Regions from separate parts of the Sus scrofa genome. Here all the other regions are linked to region 3. A link is a contact called in public HiChIP or PLAC-seq data. All regions are on one chromosome and are shown on one strand. Each heading gives the region's core, a stretch centred on a gene start, on an enhancer-like site or on the middle of the called end of the contact. The rest is flanking DNA. Distances are from core to core; before and after follow the strand shown.

The links. HiChIP or PLAC-seq counts read pairs in DNA pulled down with a chosen protein or histone mark.
Region 1: a contact with region 3 is called in an H3K27ac HiChIP or PLAC-seq map of alveolar macrophages. The contact joins two enhancer-like sites. A contact is called at or near these places in 2 of 2 datasets of contacts at active chromatin or transcription factors (alveolar macrophages and skeletal muscle).
Region 2: a contact with region 3 is called in an H3K27ac HiChIP or PLAC-seq map of alveolar macrophages, with 6 times the contacts expected there. The contact joins two enhancer-like sites. A contact is called at or near these places in 1 of 47 Hi-C or Micro-C datasets (embryonic fibroblasts) and 2 of 2 datasets of contacts at active chromatin or transcription factors (alveolar macrophages and skeletal muscle).

What each region holds. Positions count from the first base shown.
Region 1 is chr1:190,593,754-190,596,632 of Sscrofa11.1, reverse strand. No RefSeq gene overlaps it. Among named protein-coding and RNA genes, the nearest start is that of HIF1A, 30 kb to the left of the region's middle. Within about 2 kb of position 1,337, at least 8 of the 83 cell types and tissues checked have an H3K27ac peak or open chromatin away from gene starts, as enhancers often do. A contact at or near this core is called in alveolar macrophages, where this site is marked.
Region 2 is chr1:190,656,019-190,658,726 of Sscrofa11.1, reverse strand. The region is part of intron 6 of HIF1A (hypoxia inducible factor 1, alpha subunit (basic helix-loop-helix transcription factor)); the gene reads right to left. It also overlaps the pseudogene LOC106507611. Among named protein-coding and RNA genes, the nearest start is that of SNAPC1, 20 kb to the left of the region's middle. Within about 2 kb of position 1,251, at least 12 of the 83 cell types and tissues checked have an H3K27ac peak or open chromatin away from gene starts, as enhancers often do. A contact at or near this core is called in alveolar macrophages, where this site is marked.
Region 3 is chr1:190,440,150-190,442,912 of Sscrofa11.1, reverse strand. No RefSeq gene overlaps it. Among named protein-coding and RNA genes, the nearest start is that of HIF1A, 180 kb to the left of the region's middle. Within about 2 kb of position 1,287, at least 17 of the 83 cell types and tissues checked have an H3K27ac peak or open chromatin away from gene starts, as enhancers often do. A contact at or near this core is called in alveolar macrophages, where this site is marked.

The sequences.
Region 1 (2,879 bases), core at 88-2,587, 150 kb before region 3:
GGGCTGCACTCACAGCATATGGAGGTTCCCATGCTGGGGTCGAATTGGAGCTATAGCTGCTGGCCTACACCACAGCCACAGCAACACCAGATCCTTAACCCACTGAGTGAGGCCAGGAATTGAACCCATGTCCTCATGGATGCTAGTCAGGTTTGTTAACCACTGAGCCACGATAGGAACTCTGAAATACTTTCAACACAAAGTCAGGGAATTCCACAATTCTGTTTCCTTGTTGGTTTTATTTTGATATATTTTTGAAAAATATGGTTGTGGTGTTTAATTACTACAGTAAAGTTTAGAAAGACATTTTTTTTCTTCCTTTTTTTTTTTTAGGGCTGTACTTGCAGCATATGGGAATTCCCAGGCTAGTGGTCTAATCAGAGCTGCAGCTGCTGGCCTATGCCATAGCCATAGCAACACCAGCTCTGAGCTGCACCTGTGACCTATGCTGCAGCCTGTGGCAACACCATATCCTTAATCCACCGAGCAATGCCAGGAATTGAACCCACATCCTCAAAGAGACTATGTCAGGTTCTTAGGCCACTGAACCACAATGGGAACTCCTAGAAAGGCATTTTTAATGTCTGAATGATGCAGTTTCTTCATTCTGAAGTTTTAACATTGGCCAGTTCTAAAAGTGAAGAAAACTAACATATGTGGTCAACTGTACTTTTTATGGCTCAGTTTTGTGTTTCAGGTTAAAAACAAACATACCTGCAACTGCTCCTGCAATTCTGGTGTATGTGTATATATATATATATAATATATATATATTTTTTTGGTTAGTTTCGTGTAAGAGCTTCACAACCTGCATGAGATTACTTATGCAGAGTTTCGTTTTGAATGGGAAAGACGACACTTAGTTAAAATTTGTTTTTCTTCTGCTTCTTGGAATTTTTGTATTCAGCCCAAAATGACAACTATCTGCTCCCTTGTGCTTTAGGTTTCCATCAGACTCTACATTTATATTTCTGTCCTTTTTTTCCCCCCTTGGTAATCTTGAAGGGTGTTTTGGAATGTTCTCTACAAAAATTCACTCTACCATGCAGCAAGGATTTGCTTGTTTCTACTAGCAGCCTCTTGTGACATGTTTAGGCCTCAGAGTATAGCCACTATGGTAGATGATATTTGAAATTCTATATATACCTTGTCTTCTGACCCCTTGGAAAATGTGGTCCTTGAGGCAGAGTTGAAACCCACACAAGGCTTTCCAGTGCTAGACGGTTTTAGATTCAACATCGTTTCCTTTGAAGTCGTTAGGAAATCATTTGAGTAACAAGTCTAGTCATCAACATATCCTGATAACCCACGAGGAAGATAAATTACTTCCTGTTAAGACATTTCACCTCCACCCACAGGATTTCACTGCATTACCCAGCTGTCTTCTAAGTAAATGGTGTCTCTGAAAATAGTTACAAGGAATCCAATGTAAAATATACAAGTATTTATCCACGTACAAAGATAATTTTTTAAAAATAAGCAAATACAGTCTTTTCTCCCTTTAACTGTACCAAGTACTGAAACTTTCTATGGCATCTTGATCCTAAAAGAAACTCAGAAAGTAATTTAATCCATCTCCAGCCATCAGGACAGACTAGCGAGGATTATCCTAATCTTTCATAAATGTGGCCAAGGCTGCTTGCAGCCCTTACAGTTTTGCTTTATATGTGGCTTGTTTTTTTCTCTCTCAATTGAATATGTCTGCTTCGGAGTAATGAGTCAATGACTGGTCCCATTTGGAGGGGCAGAAAAGAGAAAATTTTGCCAGGACAATTTTAAGGGGAGCAATAATCATATTTTAATTTGAAAGTTATTCTTAGACCGTACAGTATACAAGTAGACAGTGACAAGTACATTATTTTATGAAATGAATATAAGTGTGGCCCTAAAAATATTTTCTAATGGTTCCAGCCTGGCTGTGGCTCCCTTTCCACCTGCTCAGAAATGGAGCTTTTATGCATTGATTCCAGTTAAGGAGTAACTTGACATTCAATCCATGTCACAATGACCCAGATGGTGTGCATGTTTTACAAATGGAAATATATAGCAAATTTGTTTCTTCTCTGGTCCAATGAGTTGGACAGTATTATGGCTACAACATGACTGTGTATGCTTCTTATCTCATATTGTTTCTTTTTGTTTGCGTGAATCCTTTCATGGCTTTTCGATGTCCAAATGTAATTTAGTACTTGCCGACAGCCGTGCTTTTAAAAAAAGCATATCATTTGTGCTTGTTATTTTCTGTAATTTCATTGCTTGGTCATTCAGAAACTCTTTTATCCCAATATCCTCTTTATTTAGGATATTCAGTTTATTCACTTTGGTAATAATTGCTGTCATAAAAGTAATGTTTTATTTATTTTTTATCCTAAAGGGAATCTATCTAATCTAATTCTCTCATTTCAGGGTTAAAAAACCGAGTCCTGAGAAACTAAATGACTTTTTCAAGGTCAATAGACAACGAGGCAGTGGATAGAGCTGAGACTAGCAGGTAGAACCTTCTGGGTTTTAGTCTAGGGGTTTTTTTTCAAGGGGAAGGATTATTTTTATCACTATATGTGTTTTGTCACATGGATTTCAAAAATCCTACAGATAATTTAAATGAGCAACTAGTTTCTCCACTGAATATTAAGATTATTTCAATAGTTCTTTAATGATTTAAAATTTAGTGCATGTGGGGCTTTCTTCCATATAGAAGTAGGGATGGCATTTTCCAACTCTTTCTTCTAGCAGCCCCTAAACAATGAGCAAAATATTTACATTTACATGAGGATAGTGTTGCACTGTTTACCTTGCTGATAATCAGCCTGGACTTGTACTTGGAACAGCTCTGTTCTCATTTTATTTTCTCCTTCCAGAGAGTGCCAAAAATACAAAGC
Region 2 (2,708 bases), core at 2-2,501, 220 kb before region 3:
CCTTACAAGCATGACCCTTTTTTAACAGATAAGGACCATGAGATTTACAACAGTGCCTAAGATCCAGGTCACACTGTTACCAGGACTGCAAGCCAGCATGGAATCAAGGATTATGTGATACAAAGCCAGTGCCCTCTCACATTCCTTGTACAGTGGGGCAGAGGCTTCTTATCTACTTTATAGTTAGCACTAAGGACTTAAAGTTGTTTTCCTCATATAATCTTCAAGTTGAAGATGATACTAATACACGCATTATACTTTATCTAAAGTAGAGATTATTAAAGATGAAGAAAATGATGCACAAAGAAAAGAAGTAATGTGTCTAAGGTCACCCGGATATAGGCAGTCAGGATTTAGCAGTCTAGCTACAGAACATATGCTTTCAGCCATGGTCATACAGCCTTAAAGCAAAAAATGGTACAAGCAAGCAAATAATTGCAAAAGCAGAAAAAAGGCCATGACAGACTTACATACATGAAACAGTAATTTCTTAAAGAAACAAGGAAAGCTCTACAAATAGATGCAGTAGGTAGCTCTTGGAAGCTAAGTATGTGTTTGGAGTTGAGGATAGCATCATTGCACTAAGACAGCAGAACAGCATGTGGAGCTCTCAGGCTATAGGCGACCACAGCAGAAGGGGGTCTTTTCCTCCTCCCAATTAATTTGGAGAAGTCAGAAGAGGCCAGATCATAAGTATCTTTGCTTGCTATGCTAAGAAGTTTAGATTTTATTGCCTGGGCCTGTTTTTTTCCCCCAGCTTTTCAAAATGCATGTCTTATTTTGATAAATAAAAATGTGCTATCCTTCTAATATATTTATAAACAAAAAAGGTTTTTTTTTTGTTTGTTTTTTTTTTTTTTTGGTATGTGAAGATGAAGGAGGGAAGCAGCTGAGGCATTTTCAACAGGAGTATGACATGATCTAATTTTCACATTAGGAAGTCCACTTCTTGGAAACCTGGATGAGATTAAAAGGGCACAAATCTGCTGGCAGAGATGCAGTTCATGCCAAATGTAATAATAAGCTGAAGAACTCAAAGGCAGGCAGACAAGAGTGGAAGGAGGAAATGGATCAAGAGATACATGCAAATGGTAATCTATTAAAATTTAGAGACCAACTGAGTGTAGATAATGAAAGCAAAAGAAAAGTTAAGAATGACTTAATTTTTGCTGGAGTCATGTGTATACTGTGGTATATCAATCATGATATTCATTATAAGAGGAAAAGCAGTTTTTGAAATTGTTTTGGGGTAGGAGTGGTTCAGTTTAGTTTCAGAAATTTTTAGTTTATAATATAGAAGAACATACCTCCAGATAAAAATATCAAATTGGCAATGAAATGGAAATAGTTATAAATAGAAATACGGGAAGTCGCAACAGAAACCGTGGCCAAAAATGAAACTGCTCAGGAAACTATGTAGGGTGAGGAGACGACCAAAAACTTTCCTTTCTAGTCCACAATCAAAAGTAATCTATCCCCTTTGCAAATGAAGCAATCAACAAGGGATTAATCTCCAAAATATACCAATATCTCATACAGCTTTACATTAAAAAATTTTTTTAAATAGGCTCATTTTGCTAGATTGGGCTGTTTAGCGCCTGTTACTGCAAAGGTGACTCACTTCATCCCATTTTTTTGATACTTTTATACTGGGAGGAGATCTTCATATTCTTCTAAGCTCTTTTACCTAAAAACTTAAAGCCTGGACTTTTCCTACAATTTAGCTCTTTGTTTTTGTTTTTTTTCTTTTTTTCTTTTCCCTCTTCAACTCAGCATGAGTGTGGATCCAGCTTGTCCCCAAAGCATCCAATTCTAGGGAATCTTCACCAATGCCTGACGTTTACAGGTCTGTAGAAAATTATGTCTCCTTGCAGATGTCATGTGCTTAAACCCTCAACACAGAAACTGAACAGCCCTGATTCTCCCACATGCCCCAGAATAAAACCACTGCCCATGTCTGAAGAGAAGAGCACAGAAAAGAAAGAAGTAAAGGTTCCAGTCAAGAAGTAGACGGTAAGAACTGTGTTCTCTCAGACCCAGCTCTGTGTCATCAATGACAGTTTTCAGAAGCAGAAATACCTCAGCCTCCAGCATTCGCAAGGACTTTCCAATATCCTGAACCTTAGCTACAAATAGGTTAAGACCTGGTTCCAGAACAAGCTAATGAACTCTAAGAGGTGGCAGAAAAACAACTGTCCAAGGAATAGCAACAGTGTGATTTAGGGCTTAGCCAGTACAGAATCCCCAGGCTTCTATTCCTACCACCAAATATGCCTGGTGAACACTTCTGGAAACCTGCCCATGAAGGGTAACCAGAGTTGGAATAACCCATCATGGAGCAAACAGACCTGGAACAGCCAGTCTTAGAGCAACCAAACCTGGAAGAGCCAGACCTGGTGCCCCCAAGCCTGGAATAACCAAACTTGGAACAACCAGTTCAAAACTGTGTCAAGGAATTCCTGAAGCCCCAGCTCCAGTGCCTGGAGCAAAATTCTCCTGTCAGTGATTTGGAAGCCACCCAAAAACTGCCAGGGAAAATCATAATGTAATACAGCAGACTGCGAAGTACTACAGTACCCAGCAGCAAATTATGGATTTATTCCCAAATTACTCCATGAACATAGAGTCTGAAGATATGTGATAACCATTTTTTTTTTTTAATATTTATTGGATTTGCAATGTTGTGTCAGCTTCTGTTGTGCAGGAAA
Region 3 (2,763 bases), core at 38-2,537:
AGGCAGGTATCAGTCCCACTCCCAAATCACAAATGAGCCCTGTGGTCACAGGTTCTTCTGATCTGAGCTGCAGGCTGAACAGAACTGGCTGGATGAGAGAAAGCTGGGGAAATTACACCTTTTCCCCAAGAACACATGTTAAGACACAGATTCCAGGCACAGATTTGTGCTCCACCTAGCTCACTCCTGCTAAGTCGTGCCTCCCAGAACCAGGGCAGGTGGCACAGGCAGGGTTTTGCTCAGGGGCATCTGTACCAGGGCAGTGGCTAACACAGGGTGGGGAGAGTGGTGCCAAAGATGCAGAAATGCAAGGGGAAGGCGGCTGCCAATTCTGGGTTATAATGTAAATAGGCAAATCAGGATTTTATGTTGTATGGTGCTTGAAAAACTGGCTTTATGACTGGTTGGGCTCTGAAAATCAAATAAGGAAGGGAGAGTGCAGAACGGACTTATTACACTAGGGAATAAAGGGTGTGGTGGGGAGAGAAAGAGCAGCTGACAGGGAAGTAGAGGTGATGGTGGGGTGGCTGGGACAGGAAGAAGCCAAGGGTGGCACTCTTAACTAATGAAGCACGGGAAGGAAGGGAGATGACAAATCTTCATTTATGGCTGCACTCGGGCCTGTTCTTTCCAACCCGCACCTCAGTTCAGAGCAACACATGACCACAGGGCTCCTGCAAATGTCTCCACTGTCTCACTGCAAATGTCTCTGGATGTATCTGAGTCTGATCCTCAGATGACATAAAATTAGAAGGACCCACTGTGACTCGGAGCCAGGGGCAATCACAGTGGGCTGTCTAGTTATTTTAAGTCAACACAGCCAGACTAAGCAAGCAGGATGACCAAATCTGGGAATAAAGAAAACCAAGAGCTTGACAGCATTGGCTGGTGATATGGTCAAAGCCAAACCTGTGGCTGGAATATTTTTTATGGCACTGTGTACCCAATTAAGATCAGTAAATGATAATGGGGTGTGTTTATTTTTGCTCTTCTCTTTGCTACCAAGTTACACCAGCTCTGTAGATGTAAACATGCACGTGCCTAGGCAGCTCCTAGGCTATAAGCCTCCTTCCTGATGATGCCACACTACCAGCAGGGTGGGTGGCAAGGGTGGGTTACCAAAACATGAAGAGGCTCCTCCAGAAGGGGAGAAAAAAGGACTGGAACCCCACAGCCCCACCCCCACCCCCACAGCTCAGAGGTTACCCCAGGGATTCAGACAGGGTTTACAGAATCTGGTGTGACCCAGACTATTTCCTCTTCCTCTGGGAGGAGGTCCAAGTCCTGATTGCATCATTCTGGCCTGCCCCAGTTCCTTTAAGGGGGGGGTGGTGAGCAGCTCTAGGCCTTTGACATGCAAATCATACAATTTCACTGCTGATAAATGGTCCTAGATACCAGATGAGTAATACCCTCCTGCCCAGTTGGCAATTTGTTTAGCACTTTCTGCTAAAGCTGGTTTACACCCTTTTTTACTCTTCTCAATGCTCTCAAAAGAGGGAAAAATAAAATTGGCCACAGTAGAGGAACTTCAACAAACTGAGCTAAAATGAGGGATTTTGGAGTTAAACTGCCTGGTCCTAATCTTGACCCTGCTGCTTTATTTAGGTGACTTCAGATGAGTTACTTGATTGCTCTAAATACCTCAGTTTCCCCATCCGTGTGAAGATGAGAGTTCTCACAGGGCATCGCATGAGTACATACACTTAAAGAGTTTGAAAGAGGACTTCCTACATAATGCAATAAATGTTAGCCATTATTAAGTGAAAACCCCTTCTGCGGTAAAGGCATCTCAAAGCAAGTGCTCAGTGGTTATCCTCCTCTCAAGCACTCGAGGCTGCATGGCTCCTTTAGTTAGGTCGTGTGGAGTAGCTTGGGTGAGTAGGGACAGTGGGTGTGGGGCTGAGGGCACCGGGTGATAAAGCCTGAGGGTTTCTCAGGATTCCTTTTCCAAGAAGCAAGATGATCACACGGGAAGAAAGTGTCGGTGTGACCTTGTCTTGACCTCCACAGTGCCCGTTGAGTCCAGGGACCCGGGCAGCCCCAGCAGACTCAGCACCTGCTGCTCAGATGGCTTGTGGCCAGTCTGCCTCAGGAAGGGTGGGCTGGTGGCGTTGCGATCTCCGGAAGGGATGGGCGGTTTAGGAGGACTGAAGAAAGATAGCAAACAGCTCTCACCCTGGAGTTGGAGAGTCCGAGTTTTAAGTAAATATCCTCGCCCTCCTCTCTCCCCTCAAATGAGAAAGAGGGATGAGGCAGAAAAGTGCTGGAAGTCCTGTCATTGCAGAATCTTTGGCTGTCAGCTAATCTATCTGAGAGGTCTGGGATTATCTTAAGAGAATGGACTGAAGCCAAACCGGGGGGCCCAGGTAGCAGGCTTGAGAATAGATTGTGGTGAGAGAGGCTGCTGAATCATTGCACAGTCTCCTCAAAGAGGGCACCTGGGTCCTCTGCAGGCCTGTGATAATGGATTTTGTGAATGAACAAGGGAGGCCTGCTTTATTCTTTGTGGTTCTTTATATGGTGAAGTCAACCATATCAAGTAGCTACTCAGCCCCATGGAGCAAGAGAAGACGCTGAGCTGCAAAGGCTGAAAGATTCCTAGAGTCAGAATGAGCCCTCCCTTTCCAGAAGTCTGATGGAGTAGAACTTCAAAGATTTAGACTCTAGGCTGGATCAACTCTTTACCAAACTTTGAAATATCTAGGTCACCAACTTCTCAGAGCCACTCGTTCTCATGTGTAAAATATACTATGGTATTCA